Regions from separate parts of the Mus musculus genome. Here regions 2, 3, 4 and 5 are each linked to region 1. A link is a contact called in public HiChIP or PLAC-seq and promoter capture Hi-C data. All regions are on one chromosome and are shown on one strand. The core of a region is the stretch at or near the end of the contact, and the rest is flanking DNA. Distances in the headings are between cores, read along the strand shown. Region 1 holds the start of Agbl3 (ATP/GTP binding protein-like 3). Region 2 holds the start of Akr1b8 (aldo-keto reductase family 1, member B8). Region 3 holds the start of Nup205 (nucleoporin 205). Region 4 overlaps Bpgm (2,3-bisphosphoglycerate mutase). Region 5 holds the start of Akr1b3 (aldo-keto reductase family 1, member B3 (aldose reductase)).

The links. Promoter capture Hi-C pulls out the DNA fragments that hold promoters and counts their contacts. HiChIP or PLAC-seq counts read pairs in DNA pulled down with a chosen protein or histone mark.
Region 2: a contact with region 1 is called in a promoter capture Hi-C map of liver, with 5 times the contacts expected there. The contact joins the promoter of Akr1b8 here to the promoter of Agbl3 in region 1. A contact is called at or near these places in 16 of 39 promoter capture datasets (the 3T3-L1 cell line, 3T3-L1-derived adipocytes, the HPC-7 cell line and 10 more), 5 of 115 datasets of contacts at active chromatin or transcription factors (bone marrow-derived macrophages, embryonic stem cells, extraembryonic endoderm stem cells and 2 more) and 2 of 9 other capture datasets (macrophages and pancreatic islet).
Region 3: a promoter capture Hi-C map of pre-B cells shows a contact between it and region 1, with 4 times the contacts expected there. The contact joins the promoter of Nup205 here to the promoter of Agbl3 in region 1. A contact is called at or near these places in 3 of 39 promoter capture datasets (hippocampal neurons, liver and pre-B cells), 4 of 484 Hi-C or Micro-C datasets (embryonic stem cells, pre-B cells and regulatory T cells) and 2 of 115 datasets of contacts at active chromatin or transcription factors (memory CD8 T cells and pancreatic cancer cells).
Region 4: a contact with region 1 is called in an HNF4G HiChIP or PLAC-seq map of pancreatic cancer cells. The contact joins the enhancer-like site here to the promoter of Agbl3 in region 1. A contact is called at or near these places in 9 of 39 promoter capture datasets (the HPC-7 cell line, Sertoli cells, cranial neural crest and 5 more), 14 of 484 Hi-C or Micro-C datasets (the 3T3-L1 cell line, 3T3-L1-derived adipocytes, CD4 T cells and 11 more), 9 of 115 datasets of contacts at active chromatin or transcription factors (DN3 thymocytes, T-cell acute lymphoblastic leukemia, effector CD8 T cells and 6 more) and 4 of 9 other capture datasets (adipose tissue, embryonic stem cells, liver and 1 more).
Region 5: a promoter capture Hi-C map of pre-B cells shows a contact between it and region 1, with 9 times the contacts expected there. The contact joins the promoter of Akr1b3 here to the promoter of Agbl3 in region 1. A contact is called at or near these places in 12 of 39 promoter capture datasets (the HPC-7 cell line, cranial neural crest, embryonic stem cells and 7 more), 5 of 484 Hi-C or Micro-C datasets (the C2C12 cell line, CD4 T cells, centroblasts and 2 more), 11 of 115 datasets of contacts at active chromatin or transcription factors (acute myeloid leukemia, astrocytes, bone marrow-derived macrophages and 6 more) and 4 of 9 other capture datasets (adipose tissue, embryonic stem cells, liver and 1 more).

What each region holds. Positions count from the first base shown.
Region 1 is chr6:34,778,604-34,782,882 of GRCm38.p6, forward strand. It overlaps Agbl3 (ATP/GTP binding protein-like 3), which reads left to right and starts at 1,829. Exons shown (of 20, transcript NM_001289656.1): 1 at 1,829-2,456; 2 at 3,497-3,615. The coding sequence starts at 3,553.
Region 2 is chr6:34,351,115-34,355,582 of GRCm38.p6, forward strand. Akr1b8 (aldo-keto reductase family 1, member B8) reads left to right here and starts at 3,032. Exons shown (of 10, transcript NM_008012.2): 1 at 3,032-3,182. The coding sequence starts at 3,117.
Region 3 is chr6:35,175,057-35,179,026 of GRCm38.p6, forward strand. Nup205 (nucleoporin 205) reads left to right here and starts at 2,560. Exons shown (of 43, transcript NM_027513.1): 1 at 2,560-2,603. The coding sequence starts at 2,576.
Region 4 is chr6:34,494,183-34,498,348 of GRCm38.p6, forward strand. The region is part of intron 2 of Bpgm (2,3-bisphosphoglycerate mutase); the gene reads left to right. Among named protein-coding and RNA genes, the nearest start is that of Gm52898, 16 kb to the right of the region's middle. Within about 2 kb of position 1,294, at least 68 of the 459 cell types and tissues checked have an H3K27ac peak or open chromatin away from gene starts, as enhancers often do. A contact at or near this core is called in DN3 thymocytes, the HPC-7 cell line, effector CD8 T cells and 4 more, where this site is marked.
Region 5 is chr6:34,315,183-34,319,670 of GRCm38.p6, forward strand. It overlaps Akr1b3 (aldo-keto reductase family 1, member B3 (aldose reductase)), which reads right to left and starts at 2,307. Exons shown (of 10, transcript NM_009658.3): 1 at 2,158-2,307. The coding sequence starts at 2,223.

The sequences.
Region 1 (4,279 bases), core at 579-3,078:
GCACTGCTAAGCTTTCTTTCCCTCCATAGCAACTTTCATCTGCCTGGTTCTATTATTGTCTTCTCCCATTAGGATGTAATCCCCATTAAAAAACTCTGCAATGGCCTTTCACGGTCAATAGTCTCTGATGTAAAACTAACCCGTAAAGGTCAGGTGAGTAATGAATGAATGTGACTTTTCAAAGCTTTGAGAATTTCTAAGTAATTCTCTTATGCACTAATAGCATTCTCTATAAATATTTGTTGACATATGTTAATGTGCATAGTTGGGCTGAATATACATACATACATACATACATACATACATACATGATTTAAGTCCTATCTTTGCCTCTTCCCTATCTGGCTGGGATGTTTCTTGGAGCTCCATCTTGTGAACCTGACAGCCTATAGCCTTTATCCATGAGTAAAGAGAAACAAAACAACAACAACAACAACAACAACAAAAAACAATAGATTCCATATAAAACAAACTGGCTTACCCTATTTACTGTCCAACAGCACAATACCACCAGCGGGGGATGTTTTAAGAAAAGTCTAGCTTGACTGTGATTCTAGTGGTACAAGCCAAGGGAACACATTTGGTGACGGACTTGCAGGCAGAGAGTCCCAAGTGACCAAATGGTACCCCTTAGCAGAAACTGGGAGTGGGTGCCCTCTGTTGTCCTATAGAGCCACTAAGTTTTAATTATGAGAACTCCACGCCGATGGTCTCATTCATCTTACTTACCCCTGAACGGCCCCACATATAAACAGAAGTAGGGTTATGTTTCTGTTCTTACATATCCACAGGAGCAAGTAAATTTCGGTACTGGAGCTTTGAGGATACCCTCAAACCAGAGAGTCTCTGAGCATTGTCTCCGTTAGTGATATACACATGGCATAAAACCAAGCACAACTAACTATGAAGACTAGTTTTCAAACAAGTGTGATCAATGGCACACTTCATTTCCTCAGGCCAATGCCCAAAGAAACAGAAAGTCTCAAGGTCTGACACAAACACATTCCCAGAAAGTTAACAAATCTAGAGATGCTAACCCATTTCCATGCTGAAACTGAAGCGCTTAATGCGAACCATGAGGGCACTGAACACCTCCTCATTCTTTTTGTCTATATGGGTTTTTCTTTTATTAACTTTACTTGGAAAACTGTTCCAACTGTATTATCCACCAAAGTGAAAAGTGACCAACAAATCAGGGTTAAATATACACACACAAACACAGATCCTAAGACTGCTGTGGGGGTCTTATTGACTTAAATAAGGCAAGGTGGGAGATTTGCTTTGTGAAAGTGTTGGCTAACAAAGAATTTCTAAGCTGATGAAATTTTTGAGAATTTACCCTTATACATATAACCATGACTCCTCCAAATCAAGTATTTTAAGTCTCACTTCCAGAATAAGAATGAATTATAATTGTGCAAAATAGAACTCAACCTTTTAACTTCAAATAAATTAGTTCATTTTTATTAATAAGGTTCAGTTCAGAAAATTAACTTGCCCGTGGTCATCAGGTTGTTAAAAGTCAAGGGGGGCTCTAGACACAAGCCTTAAACTGTATGTTCTACTGCCTTCTCAGCGCAGGCACCTAGCAAACAAGTTATAGTCACTCAGAACAAACTGCAGTCGCATCTTCCCCAGTGCTAAACTCTCCCTCCTGCAATGCTCAAACCGGTCCATACCATAAGCCAAGCCAGGAGTTCCCATCATCCCCTAGCATCAATGTCTCCCGCCAAAAACCTCACCACCTTCACAGCTGTCCCTAGGAAGAAATCACTAAAGCTCCCCAAAGTCTCGCGAGAGTACAGCCGTTGCCCTGGCAACAAGCGGCCTGCTCTCTCAGCGACCGCTGAATTTCGATGGCATTTGCTCTGACCCTGTCGTCGCCCGGTGCCTGGGGGACATCCTAAAGTATTCTCCCGGCAGGGGTGGGACGACCGGCGGACTTGAAGAGGCCCAGGGAACGAGGCGGGCGGCGGACGCGCCGCTTAGGCAGCGGGGAGCGGGGGAAATGCGGCCCTCGGCGCGGGACGGCGCGGGGCCCGCGTGAGTGAGGAGGCTCCGCGCGGGTCCCGCCCCGAGAGAAGGCCTGGCGCGGCCGCACGCCCCCCGCTCGCCGCTTCGGGCGCGGACCGGCGTCCGCGGGCTTCCGGCGCCTAGCGCCTGCACGCCTCGTCCGCGCACGTAAGGAGCTGCCGCCGGGCGTCCCGGCGGGTTGTCGTAATTTCGAGCCGTCATCCGGGGCTGAAGCTTCGGTCTCCGCCCCGAGATGTCACCTAGAAACCGCTCTCTCGACTGCAGTTGGCGTTTATGATGAAGCTTCGCGAGGCCTTCCGCGCCGTCCGCGCCCCCGAACGCGCTCGTCTGTAGACGTCAACCGGGGGCTGAGAAGGTGTTTGTCGGCGGTGGTCAAAAGGCTCGCTTTTAGAGAGAACCAAACACCAGTAGTTGTGAAATTGGTAAATTCTTTTGGTGTCCTCCAAAGTGTAAAAGCTTGGCAAGGATGATTTCATTGCAAATAAGAAAAGAGGAAACGTATACCTAAAACTGTATTATCCCCAAAGGCACAATCACTGGCATGTGTAGCAGGAGGAAAATGTCATTTTAGTAAAATGCCAATTTCAGGCTTGCCTAGAAGCAACAGTGGTCATCTCCAGCCGGACCTTCTGGTAGCTATTCCAATACAAATGGTGTCATTGGCTTTAAAAGTTAAATATACAGTAATGATCACGGTTAAAGAGAAACTTAAGTTATACACACTGAAGCTCGGGTCAACTGAAAGTTCAAGAGAAAGGGGAAAGTTTTTACACTATTGCTACATTTTATTGTCTGAATAATTATAACTTTTCTTGTGTACTTTTTAATGCGTGAAGACAATCCCCATTTACTATTGCAGTGTAGTGTTTAGTTATGAATATAAAATGTAAATGGCCTGGCTATATACTGTGGAAGTTTTTCAACTAAATTATTTACGTGATTTGTCTCTCTTGTTTCAACAGATTTTTTAAGTTTTATTTTTGTTCATAAAACATACTGACAGGTTATAAATATATCCCCCTTCATCTCTTCTAAAATTCACACCCCCATTCCATATCCACTCATCATCTTAAATTTTTTATTTAATTAAAATATAATTACATCATTTATCCCCCTTCCAACCCTCTCAGATACATATCCTCTTTTGCTATTTATTATCATTGTGTGTTTAAATAAATATATAAATGCAACTTGCAGAAGCCTATTGAATATTGCTTATGTGTATATTCTTTGTAGGACTGAACATCTGGTATTGGATATCTGTTTAGGAAGCTTGCTTTGTAGTAACGGATAGTTTTGTAAAATCTTTGAATTTGAAATTAATTTCCTGTATCCTTACTAGTTTAGTTTTCAGAGATCTGTCACTCTTAATTAAATACAATTGGACAGGTTTTGTAGTATTCATTTAATACAGAACCTGCACACCTTTGCTTAAAAGAAAAGCTGTTAAAAATCTCCTTAGACATTTTACAGCCTACTCACATAATTAAAGACATTCCGAGGAAGACACTAGAAGAGATGTCAGAAGATTCAGAGGAGGAAGACTACTCAGATAGAAGCATCAGTGATGACGATGACTTGGTATGTCTTTCTTTTTTACTTTGCGTAATTTGAGGTAAAATGTAGTATCAAGCACATATTTCCAATTAAAACATTATAGAATTAATTTGATGTAAAAACAAAACAGATGATGTCTGTTTTTGTCATAGAAGTTAGAAAATAACTGAAAAATGTATTGTGTAATGTGCCCTGTCTAGAAAGAAAGAAAAAGAGTTGATTTTTCTTGACGAGGCTATCAACTTGAGAGTGGGGAGGGGGAATAGGAATTGACAGGAGGAATGGGAAGGGCAAAATGATCTAATTCTATTTTAATTAAAAACATTTTTTAAAATGGGAAAGAAAGGATTTTTCTTGAGAAAATCTTGGGTGAGATTATTCTGGATTCTATTTAAATGTGTGTATATAATGATTAGGATTTTATTTTTACAGTCATATCTACTTCCTTCCTTATGTGCGAAATCTATTGCAACATATTATGCACCATACTCAAATCCCTGGTGTTCCAGCCAAGGTTCTTGGGTTTCACCACAGTACAGTAATGTGACTCCAATACCAGAAGGAAAGGATGTGGGTAGTAGAAAAAGGAGGAGGAGGAGGGGGAAGAGGAAGAGGAGGAGGAAGAGGAGGAGGAGGAGGAGGAGGAGGGAGATAGTGTTTGATATTGTGTCTGTACTTACATCCTGTT
Region 2 (4,468 bases), core at 1,782-4,281, 430 kb before region 1:
GACTCTGGGCTGTAAAGTTCAGCCATGCCCTTTAACAGGTAGGGATTAAGGGATGCTGGGAGAACCTGGAGGTCAGCTTTGGTGTGTTAAATAGGCACCTTAGCCACTTTCCCCTGGGCCTGAAACCCAACACATAGCAAGTTTGAGGCAGGAAAGAAAAGAAGAAAAGGGGAAGGAGAAAGAGGAAGAAAAGCTATGGAACAATCCTCTAGGTGACACTGTGAGACCCCGACTTAGAGCGTTTCTCCCTGGAAGGTAAAGCCCCTGGACGTTCCCCAAGCTTGTTTTCCCTGATCTCTAAAAATACAGCTAGAAAGAAGCTCTTTGTTCGCTATAGCCAGCAAAAAGCCTTTTTGTTTCTATACTGTACAACCAGAGATGCCTGCCTTCCTGTGCCGAGGACACGGAGATAAAAATTCAGAAAGAACTCACTCCCCACTCCTGCCTTGTAAATTTCACCAAGGACACCGGGAAGAGAAGAACTCTCCTCCCAACTCCTCCCAACTCTCCTCCCAACTCCTCAGCTAGCTGTTAAAAGCCCCCTGCTGTCACTGCTTGGGGTCGAACTTCCCTGCCCTGCACGGTGGAGGGACTTCATCCTCAGCTAGCGGATAATAAAACCTCTTGCAGTTTGTATCAGGTGTGGTTTTCTCTCGAGATGTTGGGGTGTTGGCCAGCTCATCCCGGGACTTGAGCGGAGGCCCAGCATTGGGGGTCTTACAACACTATCAGTTATCCTCGGAGAAGCACCAGGCATGTGGGACACAGCACCTCACAGGCTCCTTCTGGGGGAGTCAGATGCTGCTCTGTCCATTCTGAGGCCGACCTTTGCTTGCTAGAAGTGAATCAAGCTACCCAGAGTTTTATCTAGAAGTCTGGATACTAGGTCAGATAAACAAGTAGACTGTAAAGAGAGTTATAGATAGCCCAAGGAACTCTGGCTTTTGACTTACAACATTCCCTCAAACATGAGAGCCGATATGAGAGAGCTTGCTGCATTTTTAGAATAAATAAACGTAGCTTCTTCAACCCAGTTTGGTGTTGACGCTTGTGCTTCCGTTTTACTTCCCTTTATGGACTAAAATCTCCTATATTTAGCGTCTTCTCTTTCCAAGTGTCAATGGGATTTCAATGGGGTAGGAGGGCATGAAAAATGTCATGGTATGAGTTCTGCTTGGTTGTGACATCTCCCTGAAGTTTGTCACCCCCCGAACTAATTTATTGGGTCCTCAGTTACAGTCAGCATTCCTAAACTGCCCGTATTACCAATGTCCTTAGCTGTAGAGCCTACATCGTGGCTCAGTCTCTCCTGAGAACATTAAGTTGTACGCACACTGCAACTTTAACAGTGCTGACTGTAAATATTTCTAATCAGCCTGTGAACCCCTTCAGTCAGTTTCCCCAGACATTTCAGTTCCTCTCTCTGTGCTGTTCTGGAGACACACTGAAGGTGGCTTAGGCATACACCTGGCTACCTGCCACTGTCCCTGGGCATCTGTGGGTCAGGGCTTCCATCCTGAGCTTGCTATTTCTGCCCTAGGCTCACCTTGGAGACCAGAGCTCCTATGATCTGGGACTTCTTGAATCAGTGAGGTATTCCAGTTACACCCCAAGGTTATTGCTGATAAGTATTTCAATATTGGAAAATGATAATTTTTATTCTCTTATAACTCCCGTAAAATCTTTTGTTTACTCTGATTTTTCTGGTTTTTCTTTCTAGAGGACATGCATTAGTTTTATAATATCAATAAAGTAAAAGTCAAGAACATTTACATATGATTCTTGAAAAACTATAAACATGGAGGTGAGAATGTATTATTCTATAAATGACTGAAAATTGCCATTTTGAAAAAAAATCAATTTTGACCTATACCTTGTGTGATAAACTGAAATAAACTTCATTTGAGTCTATATTCCTACTTCTAAAGATCTATCCCCAGGGAATGAGGCCCAATGCTTCACTGCAATGATATTTCTTGAAATATTATTTATACACAATAGAAACCAGCTGGAAATCAGCAAGAGACCTAAGAATAGTGGAAATGGTAGAATAAATTACCATAAAATAGAATGCAACGTTAAAATGTTTAACATAAAGGCAATTTTGAAATGACTCACTATAAACGTGTAGAAAAGCTAGCCTTGTGGTGTCAGCTTTGGAAAATGTGGTGCGGTGCATAGAAGCTGACACAGGCTGAGAAGAGCCCAGGAAACTGCACCGGGCAATGGCATCCGAGTGACAGAAAAGGATGTTTATGCTCGCATCTTTCTTTTTCATGCTGTCCTTAGTGAAACAGAATATAATCACAAAAGTCTGGTTTTTAAATGTAAGCAAAAAAAATGTAAAAGCTCACTATAATTATACAGTTAGACAACTTGTCAAATTTCAAATTCAGAGAGAGGGGGGATAGAGAGAGAGAGAGGGAGAGGGAGAGAGAAAGAATATTATCAAAGAAAGGTCTTAGTGGTTAACAGGGGAAATTTGCTTTTCACAATCTTCCATCAATTAGATGAGTAAAACTTAAACAAACAAACAAACAAAAAGAGGGTCAGAAAACACTCTCTCCTCTCCCGTTCCCTCCCCTCTCTCCCCTCCCCCCTCCTCTGCAAGCGCCCCTGTCATTGATCTTTTGTGATCAGCAACAGTTAGCTCAAAATAATTTATGCAGCCTCCCATTTTGCCTCTGAAAACTTTTACTTGCCTCAACCTCATGGAATACCTACAGGCTCCACCGTTCTCCACACACTGTGGAAACCCATACATATTCTCCACACACTGTGGAAACCCAAACATAGCTAGCAATATAGCTCGAAGGATCTTTCACCCCATGCGCCTAAGGCTCATACACCTCTAAGTAGCTCTACAAAGTAATTTATATTCTGCATCAGGGAGATTTCCCTCTGGTTTATGACTAATCTTTACTCACACTCTTAAAAGCTTACAAAAGACTGGGATGAACTTCCGGTTCATTGCGGGAGGGGGGGCGGGGGCGGGAGGGGTCTGGGCGTGGCGCTTGCAGTAAGAGCCGGCCTCTTCATCCAGGACGTTAAAGCCTCCATCTGTCTCATTAACAAGGACACAGACATCTGCTCTCAGCAAGATTTTGGCAGCAACCATGGCCACGTTCGTGGAACTCAGTACCAAAGCCAAGATGCCCATTGTGGGCCTGGGCACCTGGAAGGTGAGTGCGCAGTCTTGGGCACCTGGTCTTGGCATTTCCTCTTCTTTTTATGACATCTACTGGGAGTTTGGAACCCTAGAGACAGAACACAAGTTGGTTTTGCCTTTTGTGCTGTTTCAGACCTCAAAGCTCTGACAGACTTTTTCCAGCAGAGATATCCCTGTGAAGTGTCAGGTTTCAAGTTTTCCCGAACTTGCCAGTTACCCTCTTAACAAGCTTTCTTCTGAACTCATGAGACACTTAAAGTTTTATAAGTTTTGGCTGGTTTGAAGCAGGGCAGTGGTGGTGCATGCCTTTAATCCCAGAAGTTGGGAGGTAGAGGCTGGCGAATTTCTGAATTTGAGGCCAGAGGCCAGCCTGGTCTACAGAGTGAGTTCCAGGACAGCCAGGGCTGAGTTATTCAGTGGCAGGACACCAAAAGCTCCAAATGACCTAGCTCTGTTTGGTGGGGGAAAGACTCTGCAGCTTGTGGCCTGGAAGCCTGGGGGAAAGGTGGAGTCTCAGACCCTAGCACAGGCTACTGGCACCTGCACCTTACCAAGACACTACACCATTTTCTGAGCACATCAAACTAAGCAGGAAGATGACAGAGCCTGAGCTCAGATCCTGCCTGGCAGTGTGCTCTCCTGGAAGAATGCTCCAAGGCCCTTCCCACTTCTGTTGAGACAAGTCTGACATTGTTCCATCTCCTAACTTTGTCCTTGGGTTTATTTCCTTTCGTGATAACAGGACAGTGGTCAGCTAGTTTCCAGGAGCTGTCTCTATTTGATTTCTGGCGACTGGGAGTTACACTTCAGTTTAGGCTGCCCTAGAACTTATTCTATAGCTTGGGTTGGCCTTGAACTTGCAATCCTCCGGCCTCAGCTTCTAGAGGTTATCACAGGTGTGAGCCACCTCCAGGAGGAGTTGTTTTTGGAGTCCGAGTCTCTTGTCCTGGTGGCTTAGCCTCTGTCTCTCGCTTAGCCTCTGTCTCTCGATCTTTGCACTGTCTTTTTCTTCTGATCATGGGACAGAGGTGGGGCCTCTCTTTGATTCAGCACTGGGTTTAAAACCTCGAATTTGCTCCAAATTAGACATTTCACTTTCTACCAAGCTGTCAAGCACTCTGACCAGAAGTAACCCACAGAAATCCAAAGATTAGACCGAGCGCTTGACAAGGGAGTTGTTGTCAAGATAAGGAGGTGGTATCATAGAGGGAGAGTCTGCTCTTATCTGAAGGAATGCTGGCAGGCAAGATTCTATTGGAAGGCCCAGGTACTTCTGAACCGCTAGGGGTCACTTCTGAT
Region 3 (3,970 bases), core at 1,310-3,809, 400 kb after region 1:
ATCAAGAACCATAGTCTTTGGCAACGCATTTCGTCTCTCAGGCCTAGCGTCTCCGGGCTCCGGGTCCTTAAGGTGTAGCAGCTCCTTAGACCTCTCCCTTCCTGCAGTGAAAGCCCAGTTTCCCATCCCCTCTTGTTCTCAAGGCAGGCAGTACTCAAATTTTGTTGCTATGTCCTTCTATTGTTAAGTTTTATGCTCTGTTCTCTCTTGGCTTCTTTATATTTCCACAATACATCCTTGACATTCTCTCCCAGTTCTTAGATTGTTAGTACCCTATGACCCTCTGGAACCGGTCAGCCACTTTGGGTCTGAACCTGCTGCTATTGTAGCTGTTGTTGCCCTTGTGACCTTTGCTTCAGTAACTACTCTGCTGTCACTTCATCTGCCTGTCTTTATCCAATCAGTTTAGCAAGCCATACTGGCCTTGTGGCCCACACCTTTAATCCTAGCACCTGGAGGCAGAGAGAGGCCAGTGGGTCTCTGTGAGTTTGAGGCCAGCCTGGTCTATCAAGTTAGTCCAGGACATCCAGGGCTCTGTTATAAAGATAATTATTTTATTTTACTTCATTTCATTTATTTTTGAAACAGGATTTCTCCATGTAGCCCTGGCTGCCCTGGGACTCACTCTGTAGACCAGGCTAGCCTTAAACTCACACAGACCTGCCTGCCTAGTGCTAGGATTAAAGGCATGAGCCACCACCACCCTTTTTTTTATTTTTATTTTTTGAGAGAACCTTTTAATGGTTTTAAGGATGTAACAGCAGAGACAGTTCAAAAAGGGTGTCTCACAGCTGACTTGAAAAGAAAACCAAACAGCCTGCTTATATAACCAGAAGGGGTATTTGGTAAGGTTGTTTGCACCAACCATAGCACAATCCTTCATGCAAATGAATTACATTCTGTACCAATCACAAGTCCTCTGATGATCGAACACCAGGAAGAGTGCTCCTCCTATAGCCTGCTTGAAAATGGTCACAGGGTCACTGGGAGTTCACTTAGGCTAGTCTAATTCCAGTGCATTCAAAGGCTAGTACAGGCTGTGGAGTGACCATGACTGGAGCATGTCTTCAGCTGTGCAAATGTGAGCATATCCCCAGGGTGTCTGTAAACTCTCCAGAATAGCAGGGCTGCTGTAAGGGCAGTCTGGTCAGTCGCTAGTGAAAGAGGTGCTTGGCTTAGAACTCTCCATTGAAGGCTTCCAAATATAAGCGAAGAGCTTTCAAGCAGATCGCTACTGACATCAATCATTCACAGAAATCATTATATTTTACAGTAGACTTAATGAAAGCTTAAGACAGAATTAGTACTTCTAACGTATGTAGAAGTTACTTAGTAGGCTTTTTAGGTTCTTATCTCACTAGCCCGCTTCCATTCTATTCTGTAACGTGTTTTTCCTTTCTTTCTTCTTTTTGTTTTTTTGAGACAGGGTTTCTCTGTATAGCCCTGGCTGTCTTGGAACTCACTCTGTAGACCATGCTGGCCTAGAACTCAGAAAATCTGCCTGCCTCTGCCTCCCAAGTGCTGGGATTAAAGGCGTGGGCCACCACGCCCGGCTAGCAAATTTTAAATTTAACGAGTAAGTTTAGTAGTTTTGGTTGCTTAGGTAGAAAAAACATTTGGTGTTTGTGAAATTTATGTCGAATTTGACTCAACATGTTGGGGATGAGGAAGCAAATGGGTGACACTTTTGAAGTCAGGCAGGCAGTACTCAAATTTTGTCGCTGTCTGTAATTTTCTTTTTTTTTTCCAAAGATTTATTTATTTATTATATGTAAGTACACTGTAGTTGTCTTCAGACATCCCAGAAGAGGGCGTCAGATCTCATTACAAATGGTTGTCAGCCACCACATGGTTACTGGGATTTGAACTCAGGACCTTTGGAAGAGCACTCAGTGCTCTTAACCTCTGAACCATCTCTCCAGGCCCTGTCTGTAATTTTCGAAGCACAATGTGATTATGTCTACAGAATATACTTATTAAATAGAAATTCCTTAATCACTTACTCACTTCACTCTACTCTCTTAAGGTAAGGGGGATGGCTATTCAAATAAAATTTAACTTGAAATGAAGGTCATGAGAATTTTTTCTCTTTTTTTTTTTTTTTTTTTTTGAGACAGGGTATATAGCCTGTATAGCCCTGGTTGTCCTGGAACTCACTTTGTAGACCAGGCTGGCCTTGAACTTAGAAATCCGCCTGCCTCTGCCTCCCGAGTGATGGGATTAAAGGCGTGCGCCACCACGCCCAGCAAGAACTTTTTCAGTTTCACTGATTTCCCTTTTTTGAACACTAGTCAACTGCACGGCTCACTCGAAATAAAACTACGGGTCCCATGATGCATTGCACAGCTAGTCTCCGAACCGGCTGCCCTCGGCTTGTTTTAACGGTAATGGTCGCAGTTAGACTCGATGGCCCTAGGCCAGAGCAGGGCGGGGAGCCTTGTGCACACCCGCTCGAGCCTCGCATGGCGTTCTCGGAGGCCCTGGGGACGCCCTTGTGTTCAGGCGTCGACGCGGGCAGGCCCTCGGGCCCGGGGTCCTCCCCGCGGCAGGAGCGCTCTCTCAGTCCTCCTCCAAGATGGCGGCGCTGTTGGCGGTAAATTCGGGTGAGCGCGGCGGGCCCGCGAGGGACCCGCGGGGACCCACGGGGGGCGGGGCCGGCGAGTGGGGAGCGCTGGTGCAGTCGGGCCGTTGGCAGTGCGGGCGCGAGCGTGTGCGCAGGGCCCGCTCTCGCCGCGCTCCGGCCTGCAGCCCCGCGCCGCCTCCGTTTGAATGGCGCGCGGCGCGGCGACAGTTTGGCCCTCGAAACGGGCGTGTGAAGGGGAGGCGGAGCGGCGGGGTCCCGGGCAGCCAGGCGCGCGCCCCCGAAGCCGCTTCGTCCCCCCAATATCCTTCAGGTGTAGGCAGGCCATCTACCGCCGAGGTACGGCTCAAGTCCCGGGCTGTGGGACCCAGGCGAGGCTGGAAGGAAGCTGGTCTGGAAGGGGGCCGTGGGCCGGTCATGGGGCATGGGGGTGAGGAGGTCTTGCCAGCCGCGAGGCGGTGCCACGGGCTCAGCACGTGCCGCCCTGCACCGTTGTCACAGCCACGGCGGACGGTGACATCGCTGTGAAAAAGCTGGGGCTGGGGTCATCTTTGGTAATTGGAACCCCTCAGAGATGCTTGAAGAAGTGGATGGGTTTTGATTTGTCCTGGTTCCAGGAACACGGTGCCGGTCGTTAGTGGGGAGGACTTAGATGTCAAACATTTCGTACGAGGTCTGGCACTCCTGAACACGGCTTTAGACACTCGATTCATGAGTACAATTAAGAGGCAACATAGCAAACGTTTACGGACCATCTTTTTCAGCAGGACTGTTTTGTTTTTAAACTGTTTTTGGTACTGGTTCTTGCCAGTTTACCAGTATTTTTTGAAAATTACCTAAATCTGAGTTTTGTACATAAACCATCTCAGAAGTGGTATGGTAAATTGTTCTGTAGAAATGAAGTTTTCTGTTGTATTGACAACATATTGTCTGCTCACTGGAGCAAGTGTTAGTCTTGATTGTTGAATCCCTTTATACCTGGTGTATGTGTGTATTTCATTTATATATTTGGAGTAATGCAATTAAATATCTCAGATTTAATTTGGAAGCAAAGACTTCCAGTGATTACATAATTTCTCCAAAATTAAACAGTTAATGCCTTTTTTTTTCTTCCCCGCCCCCCCCCCCCCCCCAGGGTTTCTCTGTGAAGGCCTGACTGTCCTAGAACTCACTCTGTAGACCAGGCTGGCCTCAAACTCAGAAATTCACCTTCCTATGCCTCCCAAGTGCTGGGATTAAAGGCATGCGCCACCACTGCCCAGCCAGTTAATGCTTTTAAGCACAACTTTATGACATTACATCATGCTTGTCCCCCCTCAAAGTAGTTAAATTAAATGCACTACTAGATTTTTTGAAAAGCCAGGCTTCCATGTAATAGTTCTGTTACAT
Region 4 (4,166 bases), core at 44-2,543, 280 kb before region 1:
CAGGACCCCTATTTGCCACCGTATTCTATAGCCATGTGCTTCCATCTGCTCTCTCCACATACACACAGTGGAATTAGATGAACACACCTCCCTGTGTCTTGAAAACTCGAGTGGGCATTGTTACGGCCTTTTCAGTCTTCTGGAGCTGTGTGGTGCCGACTCTCTTCAGTGCCTAAGCCATCAGCAGGCCAGGGCCACCCTTCAAAGTTCTGCTTCATGAGATGTTACACCGAAGATGCTGGAAGAGTTTGTGTGTATTTTTATTTTTATGGTGCTGGGGATTGACCCAAGGAGCTCACACCTTCCAGACCAGTGCCCTGCCACTGAGCTGCACCCTAGCCTGACCGTGTATTTTGTTAGCCTTGCCAGTGTTACTTATACAGGTTGTGAAGCCTTCTGATGGCTTTTCAATCCCAGACTGATGACCTCTTATTTGTCACTGTATTCTATAGCCTTATGCTTTCATCTGCTCTTTCCACTTGTACACACACACACACACACACACACACGCACACACACCCATACCCATCTGTGTGCTTCTAACATCATCTAGTAAGGCTAGAAGTAGGTTATGGACCTCTTGGAGTCAATGTGTGTGAGCAATACAGTTGAAGACAATGTTACTGGTTGGAAGTTAGCTAACATTCTTACCCGAGGATCACCACTTTAGGAGCCTCGTGGCAGCATCTCTGACAGGCTCCCTGTCTGCTGAGCCTGGTCTGTAACCTGCCTAGTAACGTATTTCTATTAGAGATCGATTTACGTGTAATCTGAGAATGCTTAATATTTTCAGAAGACAAACAAGGCATGGGATACTATACAGTAAGAAAATTCCCCCAGGGACTGCTTCACTGGTTTTCAGAACCATAAATAATTGCCTACAATCTTGTCAGTAAGTCCAGGTTAAAGCCGATCTCGCCCCTGACAGTTGTGCTTCTCACAACGCTGCAAGAGAACTTTGAATGCCCGCGGGAGAGCTAAAAGCAACCTGTTGTGCACAGTTCCAGACAGGCGTGTGTTTCTTTTTCTTGTGGTTGGCATAGTTGCTTCCTGTTTGTTTCCTGCTGGTCCACACTGAAGGAAAAGCCGAGTACCTAACTGAGTGTTGGATGTGGTCTGTACCTTGCCAGAGGAAGTAGATTGTTTAGTCTGGTTTAAGCACAGGATCAGGCAGATGCAAGACAGGGATAAAGAGTGGCGGCAAGAAATTTGTATAAGACTTGGACTCTGTCCCTGGAGAAGTGTACACAGCTGCACACACAGCAAGTCAGACACAAGGTGACGTGAAATGAGAGAAATGAGAGGAAAGGTCAGCTAGAGCTGGCTGCCAATGGCGGCTGAGGTGTTTGTCACCTTTGGCATTTAGTAGGATATTTTCAGAATCATGGAGTTCAAGCCCTCTTTCCTGGGAGACAAATAATTGCTTAGTGGTAGAGCTGAGCTAGCTTTTATGCAAGCCTACAAAATCTATAGTAGCCTTTATTCTTAAATAGCGTAAGATTTTAACTGTAATTTAACTAAACAAATTAAATTATAATTATTTGAATACATTATTTAAATTATAAGTGATTTAAGTGAATAAATTTGGTAAATTATAGTGAATGAAAAGTTAACTAAAACTGAAAGGTGAATTCATCTCTCTCTTGCTTAATTTTAAAGCAGCAGCTATTACCCTGCCATCAGGTTACAGGGTAATTTAATACCCTGTTTTCTTTGGTTTCCCCAGGCTATCTTTTAATTGTATGTATGTGAAACTAAAAATTTAGAAGTCTAAAATTAAATTTACTTGTATGGTCACCTGTAATGGACAGTCTCTTCTTTCAGCCCTTACTGATAATAGAAGAATACACAGCGTCGTTGTCCCATAGGTCCAGTGGGGACAAAGAGGGGTGGGTGGGGGTCTCACAGTTGGCTGCCACCAGATTCACTGAAGCTGGGTGGTGTTTTTGCTTTTTTGTTTTTAATCCTAAAATATGGGCTTTCCTTTCGTCCTGTAGCAACTCCTCCTGTGTCCCTGAGTGCTGCTTTTCCCCATTTCCTGCTGCTAAAAGATTTGTAGGCATTTTAGAGAAAAGCCAAAGAACACACAGAACAGATTTGTGCAGTTTGCTTGATTAGCACTAGGTATAAACAACTTTTTTGTTCCAGGCTAAGAACTGTTTAAATGCACCTCCCACACCTCGTTTCTTGCTCAGTTCATAATGAGAAAAGTCTTTAATCAAGGCTTCAACAATAAAGACTAGACTTGAAAGCCAAGAAAGTTAGAATTCACTCAGTTCAACTGTATGCCCAGGGCCCAGTGATTCAAGTCCTGCTTTTGGCCCAGGAGCTAGAGTACACATGAATGAGTGAGACACACAAGGTCCTGCCTATGGTGGATCCTATGTGCCCCTTCTGATCTTTCAGAAATGTCACCCAAAAATGCACATCTGATATGACCTTCCTTGGAGTGCTCTCATGCAAAAGCCTGTTGCTGGGGAATCTTTAACCTTTATTCCTTATAACCTGCAATCCCATGTAAAAAGTGCATTCTTGGTGGATCCAGTGGTGACATACCTAATGTATCTGACGGACCATATAGCTCCATGTTTTGTGCCTCCTAGCAGGCAACCTTCGAAAGCACTGCTCACAGATGCACAGATTCCAGTTATATTCTTGTAAGGATGGTGAGGCACTGCCCGGAGAGCTGGAGTCACAGAGCAGAGTTCTCATTCTGGCAGAAGCCAGGATTTGTTCAAGTGCTTCTCCCAGAGGTGTTGGGTGGGGCATTGTGGTTGAAGTACAGTGTCCTGTGTTCTAGTTTGTTACCATGACTTAGAGGGAGTGCCGGCAGGTTGACTTTCTTTTTTTCTTCTTCTTCTTCTTCTTCTTCTTCTTTTTTTTTTTTTTCAGTTTTCCGAGACAGGGTTTCTCTGTATAGCCCTGGCTGTCCTGGAACTCACTTTGTAGACCAGGCTGGCCTCAAACTCAGAAATCCGTCTGCGTCTGCCTCCTGAGGGCTGGGATTAAAGGCGTGCGCCACCACGCCCAGCCTGCAAATTGACTTTCGGAAGCTACTCCTGCACGTAGAAAATAAGTTATTTAAGTTTTCCATTTTGGGTATCAATTTACTCACATGGTTTTCTCCTAAACTTTCGTTCTTTCTTATCTGAAATGCTTCCACCATTTCCAGTGGTTGCAGTGGGTTTCGAGAAGCTCCTGCATAGAGACTGGAGAATTAAAGATGCTCTAGGTATTCCGATGCTTGCCTATGGTAGGCTCGGCCCTCCAGAGGCTGGGGTAGAAAATTTCCAGTTCAAGGCAAGCCTGTGCCACATAGTTAAACGCTGAAGACACCAGGTGTAAAGTGAAGAGATGGCTTCAGAGGGACTGTGATGGAAAGAAGGTAGAGAGAGAGAAAGAACCTGGTGCCATTTCCAAGAAGGCGCTCTTGGACTTGGTTAAACGTGAACTGGAGACTGGGGTGGTGTTCTGCTAGAATGTGTGAAGCCCTGCCTTTTGATCAACAGCGCTGCATAAAACTGGGTGTGGTGGTGCAGGCGTCCTCATAGCACCCGGGGGGGCGGGGGGGGGGGTGGTGGTGGTGGAAAGAGGAGAATCGGAGATTCTGTGTCATCCTCAGCTACGAAGTGAGGCTAAGGTTAGCCTGGGCTACATGAGTCCTAATGATTTAAATAAATAAATAAACAAATCAATAAATCAAAAGCTGAGCTAGGCAGGAGGTGTGATACCTGACTACACATTTTAGCTTCTGTTTGGTGGCCCAGTGGATGGATTTTTAAGAGTATAATGCATAGCATCTTTTGCTGGTTTGGTTTGGGGCAGTGCAGCGGGGAAGTTCTGTTTACTTAGCTTTCCTAGGATGAAGCATTTAGTATATGCCAACTTTTAGTAACAAGCAATGGCTTCCCTGTGGTTTTCTTAATTTGCTATTTTAAAATGTCAGCCGCTTAGGTCTCATTGACTGATTAGTAACCAGTCTAAGCATTTTAAGAATTTGTAAGTAATTAGTTTACTCTGTGAATAGCTTGAGGCATTATTAAAATAGAATGTTAACTTCATTGGAAACTTTTTTTTTTTAAGTTCTCTTTCTGTTAGTGGCATGCTATAGTCTGGAGGCCTTTGTTTAGTGGACTCACACAGGGATGAGTCATTAAATAAAAGCA
Region 5 (4,488 bases), core at 1,057-3,556, 460 kb before region 1:
TGAAAGGGATATAGGGCACGTGCACATAGATAGTTTTATCTGAGATATCAAAATCTGATTGGGGTACAATTAGGCCAAAAAAAAATTTCACCTCAAAAGACTCATGGTCTTGAGGCACAGAGGGCGTTAACTGGAAAAAGTCCGAGAACACAGCTGTCCCTCCCTCCATCCCTAGCAACAGTCCGAGCCTATGTGTAGAAGAGGCAATGGCCAGGTCCTCTGAAGATTTTCAACCAGGTCAAAACACTATCAGTAAAAGGACCTGATCTCTATCCGGTCAGCTCTGCCTCAAAGGCCTCCTGACCATACAACACTTAAAACAGTATTTTAATACAATACTTACTGTATATTTAGCGTGCATTTAGGATCCCGAGGGCAGGCAAGCTAGCCAGGAAGAAACTCGATGCAAGGAAAAGTGCCTCCTAACTGCCTGAAATCCTCACCTTCCAGGAGAAACGGACTCCCTCAAGCGAAGAGTGGATCATACAGACTGTCAGAGTCCTGTTGTGATTTGTGGGGTACCACATAGACACAGATGTGGTTCCATGAGAACAAGAAACCGCATCCACACACCCTCTGTGACCATCACAGTGACTATACTATACTGTGTCATCACATATGCAAGGAAGGGAAATCTGGAAGTCTGGACTGTCCTCATGTCCATTGCTACCCTTTGTCCCTCCACACTCTCTACCCCAACCTCCCCGGGCCCCGAGACACAGGCGGACATTTTCTTCACCTCCACCTAACTCAACATGACTTTTGGATCCATTCTGAGATCCAGGCACAGTGGGAAGTAACAGAAATGTCTGAGAAGAAACCAAAACGATCTATACATACAAATGTATGTTATTTTAAACAAACACCCAGCTCTCTGAGGCTGTCACATGCGCTCTAGCCACTGGCTTATGAATGCTTACTCCTTATTTATCTCAGAACTGATCTCAAAATGCTGGCCCATGAGACGATTTTTCTAAAGCGATGAGCTTGGTTTTTGGAGAAATGGGACAGAATTAAAGTATCATCATCCTACCCATAATTTGGGTCATGTATTATAAAACTACTGTAGTTACATGTGCCTGTGTGTGCTGTGTCCAGTAGCTGTGTTTGCTATGGCAGGGAAACCGTCTTTCTTATCATTCCACCACACCGAATTCAACCTGGTATCACGGTTGTAATTCAATCATACCTTTGCAGTCACCAAGGACCCTCTGTAAGGAAACAAAAGCCGCACTTGCTAATCTACTGGCTTAGATACACGTTCTGAGAAAGACAAGTCTATGACCTGTTTCTTATTCTCCATTTGCATTACCCGTTGTTTTAACTGTAGTTTGGGTAGAAACAGACTCTGTCTGGTTTCAAACCATTTAAATTCAACCCTACCTGATTTTCTCTTACCTTCACTGTGTCTAAGTGCCCAGGTCCACCATACTCAAGGTTCTTAAAGATCGAGGTCACAGCATCGGTCTATAATATATAATACAACTACCCTGCAAGTAGCTTAAGAGCTAGGTTTTTCTGCTTCAGCAATAACACCAAAAATTGGTTCCTTAGTTGCCAAATAATCAAATCAGTTATAATTTTTGGTTTTTAAATATCGGTTCTTTCTTTTTGTATTTCACTATGATGTATCTGGCCCTCTTCTCAACTCTGCTGTGTTGTGTTGAGGTTTTGGGGATATCTCGCCTGAAGTCTTCTTATTAGTGGGTGGCACCCAGCAACGCGGAAGTCAGATTAATTCTCCAGGAGTTCCGCACCCATTAAGAACTGCACTCAGAGACTTAGAGGACAGAGAAACAAGCTGGTTCCTGGCAAGCTCTCGCCTGCTAATTTAATTATCTCAGGCCCATTGGCCCAAGTGGCTCATTCCCGAGAGGGCAACATCTGCGCCAAGTGAGGTCAATTCACTCGTGAGGCTGGGGCGCCACAGGTGCCAGATGACAAATCTAGGGCTCTGCTTCAATCCCTCTCACCCGGGTCACCGTGGGTGTGTCTCCACCTGGGGCGCCCACGCGGACTCGAGCGCTGCTCGCCCGAAGCCCCACACGCCGGGCCGCAGCCAGATACGCTCACAGGCCCCGCCACGCGAGCCCCGCTCCGCGCAGGCCGCTCAGGGTCACCCAGCGGGCGGCGGGTCGCACCCTGATGCATGCCTACCTTCCAGGTGCCCAGGCCCAGGGTGGGCATCTTGGTGCCGTTGTTGAGTTCCAGATGGCTGGCCATGATCGCTGCACGTTACAAACCCGGACCGGCAAATGTGCAGCGCTGGCTCGGGCGCGCACCTTTAAATAGCCCCAACGGCCTGTAGAAAGAACGCCTGCCATTGGTTGCACGGCTGAGAGACGGATCCTTCTGATTGGTCGATGCCGCGGTTCTGAAGGGGTCGGCGAGGATGCTTCTTTCCCTAGGTCCTAGCGGCACGGAATTCTCCAGCTGCTCTGCTTGCGCCCCACGTGGCAGTGTTTGCCCGCTGTTGTAGCACCAGACGGAAAGCTCTGAAAATAACCAGCAGACTAGAGATAAGGAGACTGGGGAGAAGTTTTGGTTTCGTTTTCGAGCCCAGAAGAAGACGTCTGTGTCTTTTCTAATCTCAGAATGACACTCTTCTGGAATCTTACACATCTTGCTTTGAATCTGATGGAGCAGATAGGCGTCAGGTGTATTTAAGAGCGTTCCCCCCCCCCCTTAGATTAAAAGTTAAATTTCAGGTGTACTTAAGCACTCCCATCCCCGCTATTAAAATGATTGCAACCGGTTTTGCAGAGAACTACGAAATACCCGTTTGTAGTACCTTTCTACCACTACCGGTGTCTGAACATGTTTAGTCTGGTTCAACAAGACTTGATGCAAAAATCCATAACCGTTAAGCTATGATCTCCCATAAGTTTCATCTCTGGATCACACATAAGTGATTTTGGAAAGTAAGACTCTTAAGCGGAAGGTTCCAGTATAATAAGTTGGCTAAACTCTGGAGGAAAAGTGAAAAGTCAGAGAACAAAAAAGTGAACAATCCCATAGTAGGAAAAGTCCATTCTCATACAGCAATGATTCCATGTTAGGGGGTACGAAATAAATCAGTTGTATTAGGTAGAAAAACAAAAGACTTTTCCTAAAATAATCTGAGTTGCCCCAAGAACTATGACGGCAATTTTGGCACTCGTCCAACACCCCTCTGAGTGATGGTCTGTTTCATTCCAGTCTCCTTCTGCTGGGTCATGCTCCAGTTGCCCCCTGATTACGCAACAGGGACAACTGCATCTGCAAGGTAATGAGTCAGGAACCCCACCTCTCTAAATCCCATTCTGGTGATTTTCCAGTCGGTGCCCTCTTAAAAAGTGGCACTTCTCCACTCCCACCCCAGGGAAAATTTATAAAGAACAGATATTTTCCACTTGAGTTTTATTAACAAAACCAATCCCCACAACTGGTGGCATGTGGAAATTCTGGTGTACTTTTTCTCTAATTAATAGTATTTGAATTTGAGTCTAGTTCTGGGGATTTGGTTTGTGTAAGATAACAGGTGACCTGACGCCCACCACTTGTCCTCTGTGAAATCCCTCTTGGCATAGAGACTTCTCTGCCTTTTGAACCTCCTGGGTCCAAACACAAAGAGCTGATTGATGTCTTGTGAAGTGATGCTCTTGCTCTGTGTGGCAGCTCACATCTCTTTACTTGACATTAAGAAAATAAAGGGGAAAGGACCGAGATGTTGTAGTCAACCTGGTTGCTAAACGAGATCCTTTCTCAAAAGATAAAAGAGGCCTTACCACCACCACCGAAGTGTGCGTCTTTACTGACAGGTGGCATCACAGAGGAGTCATCACCAGCTAGGGAAATGCACTACGTAGCAAAAGCTTTGTTATTGCAAAATAAACTAAGTATGTTTGACCCTCTAAAACACAGTATTTTGCCTGGGCCAGTCAAATGTAGAAAGGCACACCTGTGGAATTCTCCTATCAATCATGGCACTAAAGATGAGACACTGTTACAATAGTCTCCTGGTAACTCCTGTTGTTGCCTCCATAATCTTTATAAAATTTATTGGGCATGTATCATATCCTTCTTTAAAGAAGAATAAAGTAGGCTGGAGAGATAGCTCAGCGGTTAAGAGCACTGCCTGCTCTTCCAAAGGTCCTGAGTTCAAAATCCCAGCAACCACGTGGTGGCTTACAATTGTCCGTAATGAGATCTGATACCCTCTTCTGAGATGTCTAAAGACAGCTACAGTGTACTTACATATAAATAAATCTAAAAAGAAGAAGAAGAAGAAGAGGAAGAAGAAGAAGAAGAAGAAGAAGAAGAAGAAGAAGAAGAAGAAGAAGAAGATGATCCTAGCACTCAGGAGTCAGAGGTAGGCAGATCTCTGTGAGTTTGAGACCAGCCTGAGAGAGAGAGAGAGAGAGAGAGAGAGAGAGAGAGAGAGAGAGAGAGAGTTATTTCCAGGACACCCAGGGCTATTATACAGAGAAACCCTGTTTTAAAAATAAA